5 separate regions of the Mus musculus genome follow, and all the other regions are linked to region 4. Evidence: chromatin contacts called from public HiCAR-type, HiChIP or PLAC-seq and promoter capture Hi-C data. All regions are on one chromosome and are shown on one strand. Each heading gives the region's core, a stretch centred on a gene start, on an enhancer-like site or on the middle of the called end of the contact. The rest is flanking DNA. Distances are from core to core; before and after follow the strand shown.

Region 1 (2,700 bases), core at 95-2,594, 900 kb before region 4:
ACAATTCTGGAGATAGAAACCCTAAGAAAGAAATCAGAAAATGAAGCCACAACATACCCAAACTTATGGGATACAATGGAAGCATTCCTGAGAGGAAAACTCATAGCTCTGAGTGCCTCCAAAAAGAAAGTAGGGAGAGCATACTCTAATAGCTTGACAGCACACCTAAAAGCTCTAGAACAAAAGGAAGCAAATTCACCCAAGAGGAGTAAAGGGCAGGAAATAATCAAACTCAGGGGCAAAATCAACCAAGCGAAACAAAAGGAACTATTCAACGAATCAACAAAACCAGGAGCTGGTTCTTTGAGAAAATCAACAAGATAGATAAACCCTTAGCCAGAGAGGGCACAGGGAGAGCATCCTAATTAACAAAATCAGAAATGAAAAGGGAGACATAACAGATCCTGAGGAAACCCAAAACACCATCAGATCCTTCTACAAAAGGCTATACTCAACAAAACTGGAGAACTTGGATGAAATGGACAAATTTCTAGACAGATACCAGGTGCCAAAGTTAAGTCAGGATCAGATTAATGACCTAAAGGTCCTATATCCCCTAAAGATATAGAAGCAGTCATTAATAGTCTCCCAACCCAAAAAAGCCCAGGACCAGATGGGTTTAGTGCAGAGTTCTATCAGACCTTCAAAGAAGACCCAATTCCAATTCTTCTCAAACTATTCCACAAAATAGAAACAGAAGGTACTCTACCCAATTCACTCTATGAAGCCACAATTACTCTGATACCTAAACCATATAAAGACCCAACAAGATAGAGAACTTCAGACCAATTTCCCTTATGAATACCAATGCAAAAATATTCAATAAAATCCTTGCAAACTGAATCCAAGAACACATCAAAATGATCATCCATCATGAATGCTAAGCCCACTCCAGTGAAGCCTGCTGGACAGGCTGAGAGGCATGGAAGCACTCACGAGGCAAAGAGTTTCAAGAAAACTCAGCCTCCTGGGGCCTTGGTATTCTCATAACCTGTATACTCATACCCTATCCCCGAATTAGTATGGTGTATGCTCTTTTTCAGTTTTTTTTTTATTATAAGTGCCTTTAAAGATTGAATTCTGACATAGGTGAGCCTCCACCAGTGTTCCAACTTCCTAGAAAATCATTGAAGCCAATGAGCTTGGAATTCAGAAGGAATTCAGTGAGAAGGTTACCTATTCAGTAACATTCAAATTTACATCTAGTAGAGCAGATGAAACTAATTAGGCATTACAAAGAACAGAGCTATAATAGCTCAGGGCTAGTCTGCAGAGTGATTACTTAGGACAGTAGCTGAGTCTTACCCTAACAAGAGAATACACAATGGCCCAGGGAATAGGTTGGTTTATCATGAAAAAGTTAGGCAATCCCTCTGAGACAGGTTTCTTCACTAGGCCCAACGAAACAGCATAAATCAGGCATTTACTAAGAACCCCTGGTGGTGGGCTTAACAATAGACTGGCTCCCTTAGTGGTAAACACAGCCTGGTCCCCTGCCATCTTTTGATGTATACATTCCTTTTGTATTGTGTCACTGTAACATAGCAGATGTGTTCTGTTTACCTGGTTTCTTGTTACTCCTCTGTATAAGAAGTTTGTTGCTCGATTTGACAAATTACACTCAGATACAATACATTCTCTTGTGTCGTATTTGTTTGTCATTCGCCAACTCCTTTGCCCACTTGCCACCAGAGATCCATTCCACATAGATAGGAGACCCCAAAAAGGGGATAGTCTGTGGCACATGACAAAAGTCTTGGAAAGATCAGGAATTCAAGGCCCTTATCTAAAAATAATAAAAGCAATCCACAGCAAACCAGTAGCCAACATCAAAGTAAATGGAGAGAAGCTGGAAGTAATCCCACTAAAATCAGGGACTAGACAAGGCTGCCCACTTTCTCCCTACCTATTCAATATAGTAATAGAGAAGTCCTAGACAGAGCAATTCGACAACAAAAGGAGATCAAGAGGATACAAATTGGAAAGGAAGAAGTTAAAATATCACTTTTTGCAGATGATATGATAGTATATAAAGTGACTCCAAAAATTCCACCAGAGAACCACTAAACCTGATAAATAGCTTTACTGCAGTATCTGGATATAAAATTAACACAAATAAATCAATAGCCTTTTTCTACACAAATGATAAACAGACTGAGAAAGAAATTAGGGAAACAACACCCTTCACAATAGTCACAAATAATATAAAATACCTTGGTGTGACTCTAACTAAGGAAGTGAAAAATCTGTATGATAAGAACTTCAAGTCTCTTAAGAAAGAAATTAAAGATCTCAGAAGATGGAAAGATCTCCCATGCTCATGGATTGGCAGGATTAATATAGTCAAAATGACTATCTTGCTGAAAGCAATCTACAGATCCAATGCAATCCCCATCAAAATTCCAACTCAATTCTTCAACGAATTATAAAGGGCAAATTCATCTGGAATAACAAAAAAACCTAGGATAGCAAACATTCTTCTCAACGATAAAAGAATCTCTGGTGGAATCACCATGCCTGAAGTAAAGCTATACTAGAGACCAATTGTGATAAAAAAACAACAACAAAAAAAAAAAACAAAAAAAAACTGTGCAGTACTGGTATAGCAACAGAAAAGTACCAATGGAATAGAATTGAAGACTCAGAGATGAACCCACACACCTATGGTGACTTGATATTTGACAAGGGAGCTAAAACCAT
Region 2 (2,700 bases), core at 188-2,687, 870 kb before region 4:
AAAACAACAGAAAGCAGACTCTTTCTGTTCAAACTCTTTGAAAGTAATTTCACTAGATAGAGATACTTTCCTCTCTAGACCATCCTGAACGTTGCTGCTTTTAACTTCCTTAATTGCTTCTCATGTTTGCAAGCACTGAAGAAATAGTTATGCCCTGAGCTACCCAGCAATTCCAGATCCCACTTGGAACTCCCTCAGCAGAACTGCAGGAAGAAAGTACTGTACTGGGCTAAACATCACAACAGCTTACTTGCTACCTTTAAGCTACCCTGCCCAGGAGAGATGGCAGGAAAGCTTCCTCCACCTGGGGCAGCCTCAGGATGGAAGAAGAGTAAGATAAAGGCTCCCAGAATATAGAAGTGGTGGGACTGTAGTCTAGCCTAAACCAGCAGGTCTAAAAAAGTTATCGAGTTTATCTCTTTAACTTACTGTGAAGCCTCTGTCTTTCAGTTAGGAGAAGCAAACAAGGTTCCCCTCCTCACTGTTTACAATTTCCTATTCTTACAGCTCATCCAGAGGGAGGATTGACTGCAAAACATGCTTCAAAGACCCTCTTGGCTTAGAATAAAAAGGGGATCCAAGATGGAGCCTCCCACCACCACATCTTAATAGTTTTGGCCAAAGAAATGTCTTGTCTTTGGAATCTTGAACACTGCTTTTTCAAGGAGAGGGAGAAAAATAAAACCAACCAACCAACAAAACCCAGAAAAGTAAAAGCTCACACACAAACAGCAAATACTCTATTCAAACCACCCCCTCTTTGTACCCTGTTTACTTCTCCTCTGTCACTCATGGGGGAGCTTTGTCCCCTCCCCCCTGCGGAACTAGGTATTCAGAACATGCCTTACCTTACAATCACATACATGACCAGGAAGTTTCCAAAGAGGCCCACTACACACACGATAGAATAGAGGGCCATGATGGTGATGGCTGTGACCATGGAAGGGCTGCCGGTCTGAGGGCACAGGCTGTGGCTCCCGCCAAGCCCCGTGCGGTTAGGACCGCATGGGTCGGACTGGTTGCCATCAACGTGGGACAAGTTGAGCCAGGAGCCAGGTGCTGGGGAGCAACTTGCAGGAGCTAAGGGGTCAGAGCAGTCGCTGATGTTCCCTGGGCCGGCGCTGCTGTCCATGGTTCTGAATGCTTGCTGCGGACTCGGTAGGCTGTAACTGAGAGCACTCAAGAGTGTTCGGGTTCCAGGCGCCCCAGCCTCTTCCTCTCACAGCTGCCCTAGGCTCCGTCAGTTTCTTACAAGGACAAGCCCTAGTGGAACCAGAGAAGAGCGGCAGGCAGAATGGAACGTCTGAGCGTCCGATATTCTCCTCTGCTTGTAGCCCCCTCCCACCTTAGAAGTACACGGAGGCGCATCCTTAGCATCCCCAAAGCGCCACTCTCTGAGTGGAAGGGAGGGAGCATGGGCTGTGAGGGATCCAGAGGCTAGAGGGGAGGGAGGAGAGAGAAGGAGTGGATTGTGCGCAAAGCAACTCAGAATCAGCCTCCTCAGTCTCTATGCACTTCCGTGTAAAGGAGTGTAAATTGGGGTAGGGGGGGGGGGAGCAGAAGCGGGGATGCTGCAGAGAGGGTGGGAAGAGAGACTCTAAGTTTCTTTGTAACAACCATGCATTAGGTTGTTTGCATCAGCCAGGAAAGTCGTTGGTCTGTTAAAATCTCAATGACCCTTATACCTCAACACTCTTCCGACTCAACTAACCATATGCAATTAATTAGGACTGGAGGGTTATTAATGTTGTCCTTTACCCACATCCCCATATCTGAGGGAAAACAAACAAACAAACCAAAACAAAACAAAACAAAAAACCCCTTTAGTTCCTCAAAAAATCAACCCCACAAACCTGTTCAAAGAAACAATTGTCTTTTTCTAAAAGAGAAAATTTTTGTGAAAGAAGCCTGTTTCATGTGCCCCCACTCCTTCAATTTCTCTTAGGTTAGAAGGTCTATTTGCATCTGATTTTTTTCCTAGTGAAGAAGAAGCATAAGAACACATTAGAGATGTGAGGGAGGAGGGGTGATAACCTGTAAATAAGGAACCCACTACCCATGCCAGGTCTACTCTCCTGGACCTGCTTAGGAAGATTTATCCTAAGCTTTCGCACTGCCTCCACTCTCCCGAGCTTCTGGGGAGCAGGTTACTGAATCAAGCAGAAATGTTTTTTCTTCCCACTATAGAGAATCCAAAAGAAACTCCACAGCTCTTTTGAGTGTGAAATGGCCTTAAGCAAGATCCTTGAGGAGCAAGAATGCATTTAAAAAATGTTAGATCTCATGTCTAAGTTCACAAGTGCTTCTGAAGGAATACAATCGTAAATTCAGCAGTAGTGTGGTTTCGTCTCAACACTGTGTATGCATATGCATGCCATGCGCATACCCATAGTTTTAACTATAAATACTGGAAATAAATGTCCCCGCTCCCATTTGGTTGTAGAAAGTTTAACTGAATTCTCACAGACTGTGGGGAAGCAAGCTTAGAAGGAACATATATTTTTACTTTTAAGCAATCATTCTGAAAAAAAGATAACACACAGCTCAACTATTGTAGACTTTTGGCCAACGTTCAGTATTATTTGTCCCCTTTTGCGTTAAAGGGTGTCATTTCAGCAGTAATGTAGATAAGGTTTTCTAGAGGCTGCTAAAATACCTTTAAATATATTCTCTTCGGAATAAGTGTGTCAGTTCATATGG
Region 3 (2,700 bases), core at 157-2,656, 990 kb before region 4:
GTGGTTCTATGAGGAAGGGAAGCAGTGGTCTCTCATGGGCCACAGATACACAAGGGGGTGTTCTATAAACAAAGTCTTGGGTTAGGTTAGTAGTAACTCCTTTGCAATTAAGGTCAGGGGTAAAACCTAATGCCAGGTATAAACATGAATTAAGAGACTTCTTTCTCTGAAGCTATATGAGCTGTTCAAAGCAGAGGAGCTGGCGTGTGCTGTGCGCGCCTCTCATTGGATGTGCCTATCATCTGGAGAGGGCCATTTTCACTGAATACAGCGTGTGCAGTACATATTGATTGGTTTTTGTTGTTGTTGTTCTGGCAAAGACACAGAAATTTTCAAGTGTAGATTTTAAGTGGTCTTTAGCTTTGTGCTTACAAGATGAAAATATGGTCTTGCACTCGTCACAGAGTATTTGGGCAGCACAGATTAGTACTGAAGGTTTTTGTTTGTTTGTTTTTAAAGGATACAGAGTTAGGAAGGCAGGGATGAGGACATGCATCTGGGAGGAGTTCTGGTGGAGGAGGTGGAATATGATTCAAAGACTTTGAACAAAACTCTCATAAAAATAAATGAATGAATGAAAATAAATGTAGAAAAGAAAAAAGAAACACACAGACGTTAAAATGGGGAAAGTGGAGCAATTGTTTCCCATGTAAGAACTGACTGTAATCATTTGATTAGAAGGAGAAATACAAGAGGGGTTGAAGGGATGGCTCAGTGGGTAAGTAAAGTTTGTGATGTACAAGCCTAACATCCTAAATTTAAACCTGGACAATCCTAAAGGTAATAAAAAAAATAAACTTTTAAAAGTTGTTCTTTGACCTCTGCAAGTATACTGTAGCACATGTGTGTCCCCAGAAACCTCACAGTACAATAAAAATAATAATAGAACAACAATAATAATAATTCTAAAAAGATGTGGAAATAACTCTCTCCTCTCTGTGACAATCATGTCTTCCAAGGCACTAGAGATAGTAAAATTCCATTTACATTCTTTCCCAAGAGGTAAGCCTGCAGACTGAGTTTCCCTCAAGGATTAATAAGCAGAGTTATGGGAGGAAGGATGCATTTCTCGTCCCTGTCTAAGTGCTACCCTGGGAATTCATGGGCTGAGGAATCTAGGAGACAGCGGCTCTTTTAATCTAAGAATAAAGAGACCCCGTAGTAATCAGTTTTGAATTACACAGAGAATGACCAAGAAAATCTAGGTGCTTTTTCAAACAGCTTGTTGGGAAGGTATTTCTTCTGGTAGAGAGGAAAAGAGAATGAAGGTATTTTCCCCATACTGGTTTGTTAGCAGTTGCCATATGTTAGAGAATTCTTGCTGCTGATTTTCTCCTGCTGTTGGGGATTTGGTTTCATTCCCAGAAGAGCTGAACCACATCAAGTCATCTCCATGGAAACGGCAGCCCAAACTTCCCCCGTGTTTGCTGTGACTTGCTGTTGAGTAATCAAATCGGGTGTTGTGAATGCATGTTTGCCTGTTGGAGAAGGAGGTAGCTTTTTTGTGTGACTGCTAAAAATTATGGTCTTAGCTTCTCAATGTGAGGAAGAGTCTCTGATGTTTCAGTGTCTAAAATACTGTGCTGAAGGCTTCAGAGTTTGAAGCTTCAGTGTCATCATGAAAGGAGTTAATTTTTTTAGAAGATTAAACTCTAGTCTCCAGATACATTTTTCTGGGGAAAGAAGCTTTTACCCTGGAAAGGAATCTTAAAGGTTAATAGTCGAGTTCTGAGAAAAGCAGACAGGGTGTATTATAGCCTTTCTTCTAGTTAGACAATGGAAGAAATTTTTTTTTTTTTTTTTTTTTTTTTTTGCAGTTGGTGTGCAATTAAAATTGTGGTTGCAAGAATTTGATTCTTAGTTTAAATATCCTTCTACCCACTTCTCCCTGTAGTGTAAGCTACAGGAAGGAGGAAGAAAGGGAGAGAGCATGCTAATAGCTTCCTCCTGCCTTTGTATACTGAAGCTTTCAGATTAACACAACTCTGGGCTTCTCCACCAAGCCTTGCAACCCAGCATAGCTGCAAAAGAAGTGGTGGGGTTAATTAAGTGCTCATCTCCTATCTTTGGAGAGTGGGTTTCTGAGCGTTGTGAAATACAGGATTCACAAGTAGATTAAAACTAAACTAAACTAAATTGAAGGCTGACTTCAATTAAATTTAGCATTGCTGTTATTATGATGAGGGTCCTAACACATACTTTAAGCTAACACACAAGTCTAAAATCTAAAGGTGACTGCCCCCAAACATTGTCACATCCACTGAGGCAAGTGGGAGGAATGAGACACAGTTAACAAAGGAAAAGAAGGTAAAAAAAGAAGAAAAAAGTGTGTACTAAAGGAGATATCCAAGGCTTTATAAAAGTGGGGACACAGAGTAGAAACCGTCGCACCTAAGGAAGACTGCATGGGGTAGGGCATGGGAATGGGAGGGAGAGGGAAACTGGGACAATGTTGAATGGTGGACTAGGCATAATTAGTTTCAACAGATAGTTCATGGCCATTTGTCACTGAGGTGATGACATAGAGGCGATGACCTGTGATTCCAAAGAGTTCTTTTAGTCGTAGTTCATAGGCTATACTAGAATAAAGGTAGGCAGGAAGTAAGAGGGTAAAAGTACAATTGGGAACAAGGGAGAGAGGAGGGATTCTATGCCTCATTCATCTCAGCCATTGCACACTTAGGATTAAATTTAGTCTGT
Region 4 (2,700 bases), core at 73-2,572:
CTAGAAATTTTTCCAAATTTCACACTCTGCTTCTGTATTTATTTCTCATTACAGACCAATAGTTTGTAGACAGGCTCCAAGAAAGTGCACTTTCAGGGTATTAGTATCCAAAGCAGTAGATGTAGCTGAATAAAAAAGACCCTGAGTTATATTAATTGAAAGTTGTGGGGCTTTCTCAGGTGGGCTGGAATGCCAACAGTATTTGCACACTGGAGGACCCCTGGCAGGGGAGTGTCATGACATCTACAAACAATCAGTTCTAATTAGCTGTCAGGGAAGAGCCTAGTCGTTCCCGCGGGAACTCTCTCATCTCCACAGATGTGAAATCTAAAGAGAAAGATATCTGCTTTCCTCGCTCCCCCTCAGAAACACTTCAGCCTAACCACAGGAGGCACAATCTAGTACTTGGCATGCAATAAGCATCTAGGCTCCTTCACCACCAAGCTGCGCTCTGCTGGTGAGCAGAAAGATTGACAATTCCTGTGACTGCCAAGTGGTCCAATAAGGACGCTTTAGGCCCCAGGTTTCCAAACCGGGCTAAGAGTTCTTCTTTTTTTTTTAATTAGATATTTCCTTTATTAACATTTCAAATGCTATCCCGAAAGGTCCCTATACCCTCCCCCCCGACCCCCGCCCTGCTCCCCTACCCACTCACTCCCACTTCTTGGCCCTGGCGTTCCCCTGTAGTACTGGGGCATATAAAGTTTGCAAGACCAAGGGCAGGCTAAGAGTTCTTGACCCCTGCTCTGCCTTAGGTTTCTCTCGCTGAAAACCCCAGCTCCAGTGGCCCAGAGGGTACACATATCTAAGACCAGAGAGCGCCTGGAGGGATTCCTGGGTATTTCTGGGTAAGCCATCAATAACGCAGAGTCTAGAACTTACTTAACTTTACCTTCTCTTGAATCCCCCAGGCAAGAGGGTTGAAGCAAGCCCGAGGCTAAGGGAGCCTGAGTGCCTGAGAGGCTTGCAAGCATGGTCCCAGGGACTAGGTGAACATACATGGGCTTTGGGTAAAAGTGAACTGGGGGGTGGGGGAGGAGGTTCCTTCCCACAAAGTGTGTTCTCTCCAAGAAGCACCCCTGACCCCGACCCTCAACGCAGAACCTCCCCCACTGCTGTCGCCAGAGCCGCCTGGGCACAGAGACACTGACACTGTGAGCTCTGTCGCCGGGCGGGCACGCCGGGAAGGGACGCGACAGTGACTCACGCATCCGAGCGCCCGCGGGAGGGGAGGACGCCTCACCTCCGGCTGCGCGGGGCGAGGGGCTGCGCCTGTCTCCCGGACGCATGCGCTGCAAGCTGCTCCGCTCCCTCCCCGCCCACCCCAGCCTCCTCCCTCTCTGCTCTATCCTGGCCTCTCTCCCTCTCTCCGTCGCCGGGTGCTGAAGTTGGGCGGATGGCACGGAGCCTGCTCCGCTAGAGGACGGAGCAGCCCACTCTCGAGCACCCTCGGACCCGGACCCCGGAGCTCTCGCCCACATCTAAGTCTACCCGGTAAGACGCGACCTCTGAATCCCGGAGAGGATAAAAAAAAATAAAAATAATAACATGAAAATGTCTGCTTTGCACTGATGGGTGGGCTTGATTTTTTTTTTCTCTTCTTTTGCTCCCCCACCCCCACGGCGAGGGGGAGGTAGGATAGAGAGGGCGGAGGGGGCGCCCGCTGCCTGTGCCCTGGCTGATAAAGCAGTGGGGCGCGCGGGTCTCGGCGGGCAGCACCGCCCCGCGGCTCCGTGAAGTTGAATCCCGCGTGGTCCGCTTCAGGGCCCGGTCCACTCGCGTCCCCGGGCTCTGTGGAGGGACTGAACCGCTCTCCTGCGGGTCACGGCTTCGGGTGTCCCTGCTTCTGCGGGGAGAAATCTCAGCACCTTCGGGGACCTGGAGGAGGTGAGAGGGTGCTGCGGTGGCGGGTGGGGGAGCGCTCAGGGGTTCGGGGTCCCCAGGCTTTTCATAGCTGTTTGGTTAGTAGAGAATCGATGGTGAAAATAAATCGAGATGGTCTCAGCCGCGGACTGCCTCGATGGTCTCATTTCTCCCTTTATTTTTTGGTGCCTTTAGGGAAAATAAAGATTCAGGTGCAGGTGATGTCTTTACAAATACCTTGAGCAGCTGCTGTGTGTGTGCGCGCGCGCGCGTACGTGTGTGTGTGTGTGTGTGTGTGTGTGTGTGTGTGTGTGTGTGTGTGTGTGTGGTGCAGAGGTGAGAGTCTCTTTTGTTTCTCCCCCACCCCCTTTAGTCCAGAGAAAGCGAGTTCTTGTGTACTCTGCACCTGGTCTGTTTTACAGCAACCAAGGGGGTGAGGACCAGGAACGCCTACCAGCCCCCAGGCGCTGCCCCGCTTGGGTGCATTACAGACTCCCTTGCTGTGAGATCTGGCTCTCCTGATTATGGACGGATCACAGCTTCTAGCTGTCTCCTCGCTAGCCTGCCTCCTTCTCTCTTTTCTCTGGCTGCCGCAGAGGCTGGGTGCAGACACACTTTCCTGTTGTTTCCTCTTCATCCTACCTCTGTGTCTTAATGGAAAATGTCGGAGGACCTGAGGATGGCGGAAGGACAGAGCAGTGAGCAGTGGGTGGGGACCTGCTCCCGGCCAGCAGGAGACTGCTTGCTGTGCGTCTCAGGCAGTCCTTGCAGCTCACTCAGAAAACAGACTGAGCAGGGGTCACCTGGTCTAAAGGATGCTAGCGCAAGACCACCCTG
Region 5 (2,700 bases), core at 13-2,512, 930 kb before region 4:
TCTAAAAATGGGAGACTGTCAAATCTCAACTGCATGTCACGTCAAAAAAAAAAAATTAGTCAGAGAAGACTTTTGTTAGGTACTCAGAATGTGGGTCATCATAAATATGTTTTTGTATATAATATTCACTATAAAGATGAAAATTATTTTTTCTTTAGATAGGATTTTACTCAGTAGACCAAGGTGAGCTTAAATTTGAGATCCTCCTGTCTCAGCTTTTTGAGCACTAAGATTGCAGAAATATACCACTACACTAGGCCTTAGAAAATATATTTTAAATAAAATTCTTTCTCTTGTTTCATCCTTCCTGTCCAGCTAACTCGATAATGAATAAACCAAAATATCAAAAAGAAACAGAACGAAAACAATTTCTTTTGCACCCAATTCTAAAAAATTCTTTCTGTTTTCCTCCCAAGTAGTGGATATGGAGTAAGTGCATTCCATTAACCTCCCACTGTGAAGCGTGCCCACTGAGCAGTAACATGAATTCTGCCCAGGAATGTGGTGTGGCAGTTCTCAAATAAGCTAAGAGGATTAAGAGAATGGCATGTCTTACAATGAGGTCACTTGTTGCTCTTCTAGTTATTGAAACTAGTGAGGTATGAAGGTGTTTGCCTGGTAAGAATAAAGGGTTATTCTCCCCCCCACCCCAAAATTAATGTAGTTGAGTAAGTTTCAAATGTCAGGAAAGGTCCAAGAATTGAATGGTACAAAAGATTCTTATTTATTGTCTGCAGAGGTTTACCCGCTAAGTTACCCCACTGGCTCTCTCTCCTTATCTTATTTCTCACATATAAATATACACATGCATGTGTGCACACACACTCACACACACTGTATTTTACAACCGGTCAATGTCATGCCAGGATGTATTTGCTAAACAAAGACCAGATCAGATTGATGTCATCATCAGGAGGAGCAGGCTGCCTTGGACCAGAAGTCGCTGAACAATCATGCTGATTGTGCCAGAATACAGTCTTCTCTAGAGCTGACAGTTCCTGTGATTTGTCACACTGGCAGCGGAGAGGCCCAGGGCAAGTACAAAGCTGACCACGATGTCAGTGCTTGCTCTTGGAGGAGGCTTGGTTATTGGTCCCTCATGTGCTGAGACTTTGGCTTTGGATCTGTGAACTGTGACAGAACCCACAATGTGTAGATGCCATCTGGTCTTTGCATTACCCCGTGGGATTCATGGCTTAGAGGAAGCAGCTCCAGCATGCGCAAGGTCTGTGGTTTGCTGCACGGCAATGAACTGAATCTTTTTATTTTCCTCCTACAATCTGTAGAGTTAGCTCAGGATGCCACCTGCTTGCTTAGTCATCTCCTTTGGAGCCTTGTTACTTTTTGTTATTTTCTAAGAAGTTGGGATTCAGCACCTAGGTGGTATGAAATTCAGCATGTCAAGCTGGACAAGGAGCTTTTACCATGGAGAAAAGGCAGAAGTTCAAGCCTGCGCTCAGGCGCATCTGGACATTTTCTGTGGCTGGTAGAAATGCGGTGTCTGAGGAGGCAATGGGTAACCTCTGTCCTACCTCTAGATAAAAGTGAGTTGGGAGAATGTATGGAGGCTGATGAGACACAGGTAAAATTTAACAAGTGTCCATAGTTGCCACCTGGGAGGACATACTATGGATCCTGTCAGGGAAACCTAGATCTACATCACTATTAGAAAAATATCTGCAGGGCAGCATGTCCCCAGAGAGAGAATGTCATGGTACAAACTAGTAGTGGTAGGGAAAGGAAGGCAGAATAGAAATGCTTTGATTAGTAGGCTACATGCTGTGAGCTGTTGGTTGGCTTTCCATCATTTTGAGGATGGTCAGGCAAAGGTTATGCTTTTATGTGCCAACAGTGGTACACAGATCACTCACGTGAGACCCTATATTTAAGGAGAGTGACTACTGTTACCAAGACAGATTCACCTCCCATTACAAGGATGACTTTGGATGACTATTCTGGATTTCTGTTTTAGCCAGGACCTGTGACCAACATGAGAAGATTACTCTGAGGTCAGGATTCCATGGAGAAGATTTTCAAGATGTGAATAATAATATTGCTCTCAACATATTCTATGCTGAATAGAAAGAGTTTTCTCCCCAGGAGTATAACTACTAAGTTTATAAAATTGCCCTTCTCTCTGCCAAGTCAAAGCCTTCACACAACCATTCTTGCTGAGAGAACTTACACCGACAATGTGCTTATTTTAGGGCCATAAGCTGCCCAGGAGAAAGGCACTACTCTTTAAGTCATGTGACACCCCTGGAATCCAATACAGAGGTCAGTATGAGAAAGACCAACTCCTTTCAAAAACACCCAAGGAAAGGCAGTGAACCACACGAGGCCTGGGATGACCAAAGAAGAGTTTATTTAGATAATCTCTAGCTCAGTCCAGACATCATGCGAGGAGGCTCATGCTCTGAAGAAAAGATGGCTCTCATGGGTGAAAGCCTTGCTTTTGTGGGACAAGTTCTTTTGTGGAGATCACCAAAAGAGCTAGGAAATGATGCTTGTCTGTCTTAGAGTAATTGCTCTTTTATAGCCTTTCTTGCTGAACTTGGAAGATCAGGGGACTCATTCCATGAGTACAGTGGAGATAGGTGAGAGGGGTTGGGGGTCACTAAGCACTAGGTTCTCTGGTGGGGCTAGGGCTGTGCATATAGTCATATGGACTGTCAATAGTACACTAGGATCTGGAGTAAG

What was found. Promoter capture Hi-C pulls out the DNA fragments that hold promoters and counts their contacts. HiCAR-type assays count read pairs that join an accessible place to other places. HiChIP or PLAC-seq counts read pairs in DNA pulled down with a chosen protein or histone mark.
Region 1: a contact with region 4 is called in a promoter capture Hi-C map of embryonic stem cells, with 3 times the contacts expected there. The contact joins the enhancer-like site here to the promoter of Rgs17 in region 4. A contact is called at or near these places in 6 of 39 promoter capture datasets (the 3T3-L1 cell line, cranial neural crest, embryonic stem cells and 3 more) and 3 of 115 datasets of contacts at active chromatin or transcription factors (astrocytes, embryonic stem cells and forebrain).
Region 2: a contact with region 4 is called in a promoter capture Hi-C map of hippocampal neurons, with 7 times the contacts expected there. The contact joins the promoter of Oprm1 here to the promoter of Rgs17 in region 4. A contact is called at or near these places in 4 of 39 promoter capture datasets (the 3T3-L1 cell line, cranial neural crest, hippocampal neurons and 1 more), 2 of 484 Hi-C or Micro-C datasets (cerebral cortex and cortical neurons) and 5 of 115 datasets of contacts at active chromatin or transcription factors (VIP interneurons, astrocytes, embryonic stem cells and 1 more).
Region 3: a contact with region 4 is called in a HiCAR-type map of astrocytes, with 4 times the contacts expected there. The contact joins the enhancer-like site here to the promoter of Rgs17 in region 4. A contact is called at or near these places in 7 of 39 promoter capture datasets (the 3T3-L1 cell line, cranial neural crest, embryonic stem cells and 3 more) and 1 of 115 datasets of contacts at active chromatin or transcription factors (astrocytes).
Region 5: a contact with region 4 is called in an H3K4me3 HiChIP or PLAC-seq map of neural tube, with 9 times the contacts expected there. The contact joins the enhancer-like site here to the promoter of Rgs17 in region 4. A contact is called at or near these places in 5 of 39 promoter capture datasets (the 3T3-L1 cell line, frontonasal cranial neural crest, liver and 1 more) and 2 of 115 datasets of contacts at active chromatin or transcription factors (astrocytes and neural tube).

What each region holds. Positions count from the first base shown.
Region 1 is chr10:6,819,500-6,822,199 of GRCm38.p6, reverse strand. The region is part of intron 1 of Oprm1 (opioid receptor, mu 1); the gene reads right to left. Among named protein-coding and RNA genes, the nearest start is that of Oprm1, 32 kb to the right of the region's middle. Within about 2 kb of position 1,344, at least 7 of the 459 cell types and tissues checked have an H3K27ac peak or open chromatin away from gene starts, as enhancers often do. A contact at or near this core is called in embryonic stem cells, where this site is marked.
Region 2 is chr10:6,787,307-6,790,006 of GRCm38.p6, reverse strand. It overlaps Oprm1 (opioid receptor, mu 1), which reads right to left and starts at 1,437. Exons shown (of 4, transcript NM_001302793.1): 1 at 849-1,437. The coding sequence starts at 1,132.
Region 3 is chr10:6,915,442-6,918,141 of GRCm38.p6, reverse strand. The region is part of intron 7 of Ipcef1 (interaction protein for cytohesin exchange factors 1); the gene reads left to right. It also overlaps a transcript of Oprm1 not described here. Among named protein-coding and RNA genes, the nearest start is that of Ipcef1, 64 kb to the left of the region's middle. Within about 2 kb of position 1,406, at least 90 of the 459 cell types and tissues checked have an H3K27ac peak or open chromatin away from gene starts, as enhancers often do. A contact at or near this core is called in astrocytes and hippocampal neurons, where this site is marked.
Region 4 is chr10:5,921,022-5,923,721 of GRCm38.p6, reverse strand. It overlaps Rgs17 (regulator of G-protein signaling 17), which reads left to right and starts at 1,322. Exons shown (of 5, transcript NM_019958.4): 1 at 1,322-1,494.
Region 5 is chr10:6,846,858-6,849,557 of GRCm38.p6, reverse strand. The region is part of intron 3 of Oprm1 (opioid receptor, mu 1); the gene reads right to left. Among named protein-coding and RNA genes, the nearest start is that of Oprm1, 60 kb to the right of the region's middle. Within about 2 kb of position 1,262, at least 15 of the 459 cell types and tissues checked have an H3K27ac peak or open chromatin away from gene starts, as enhancers often do. A contact at or near this core is called in neural tube, where this site is marked.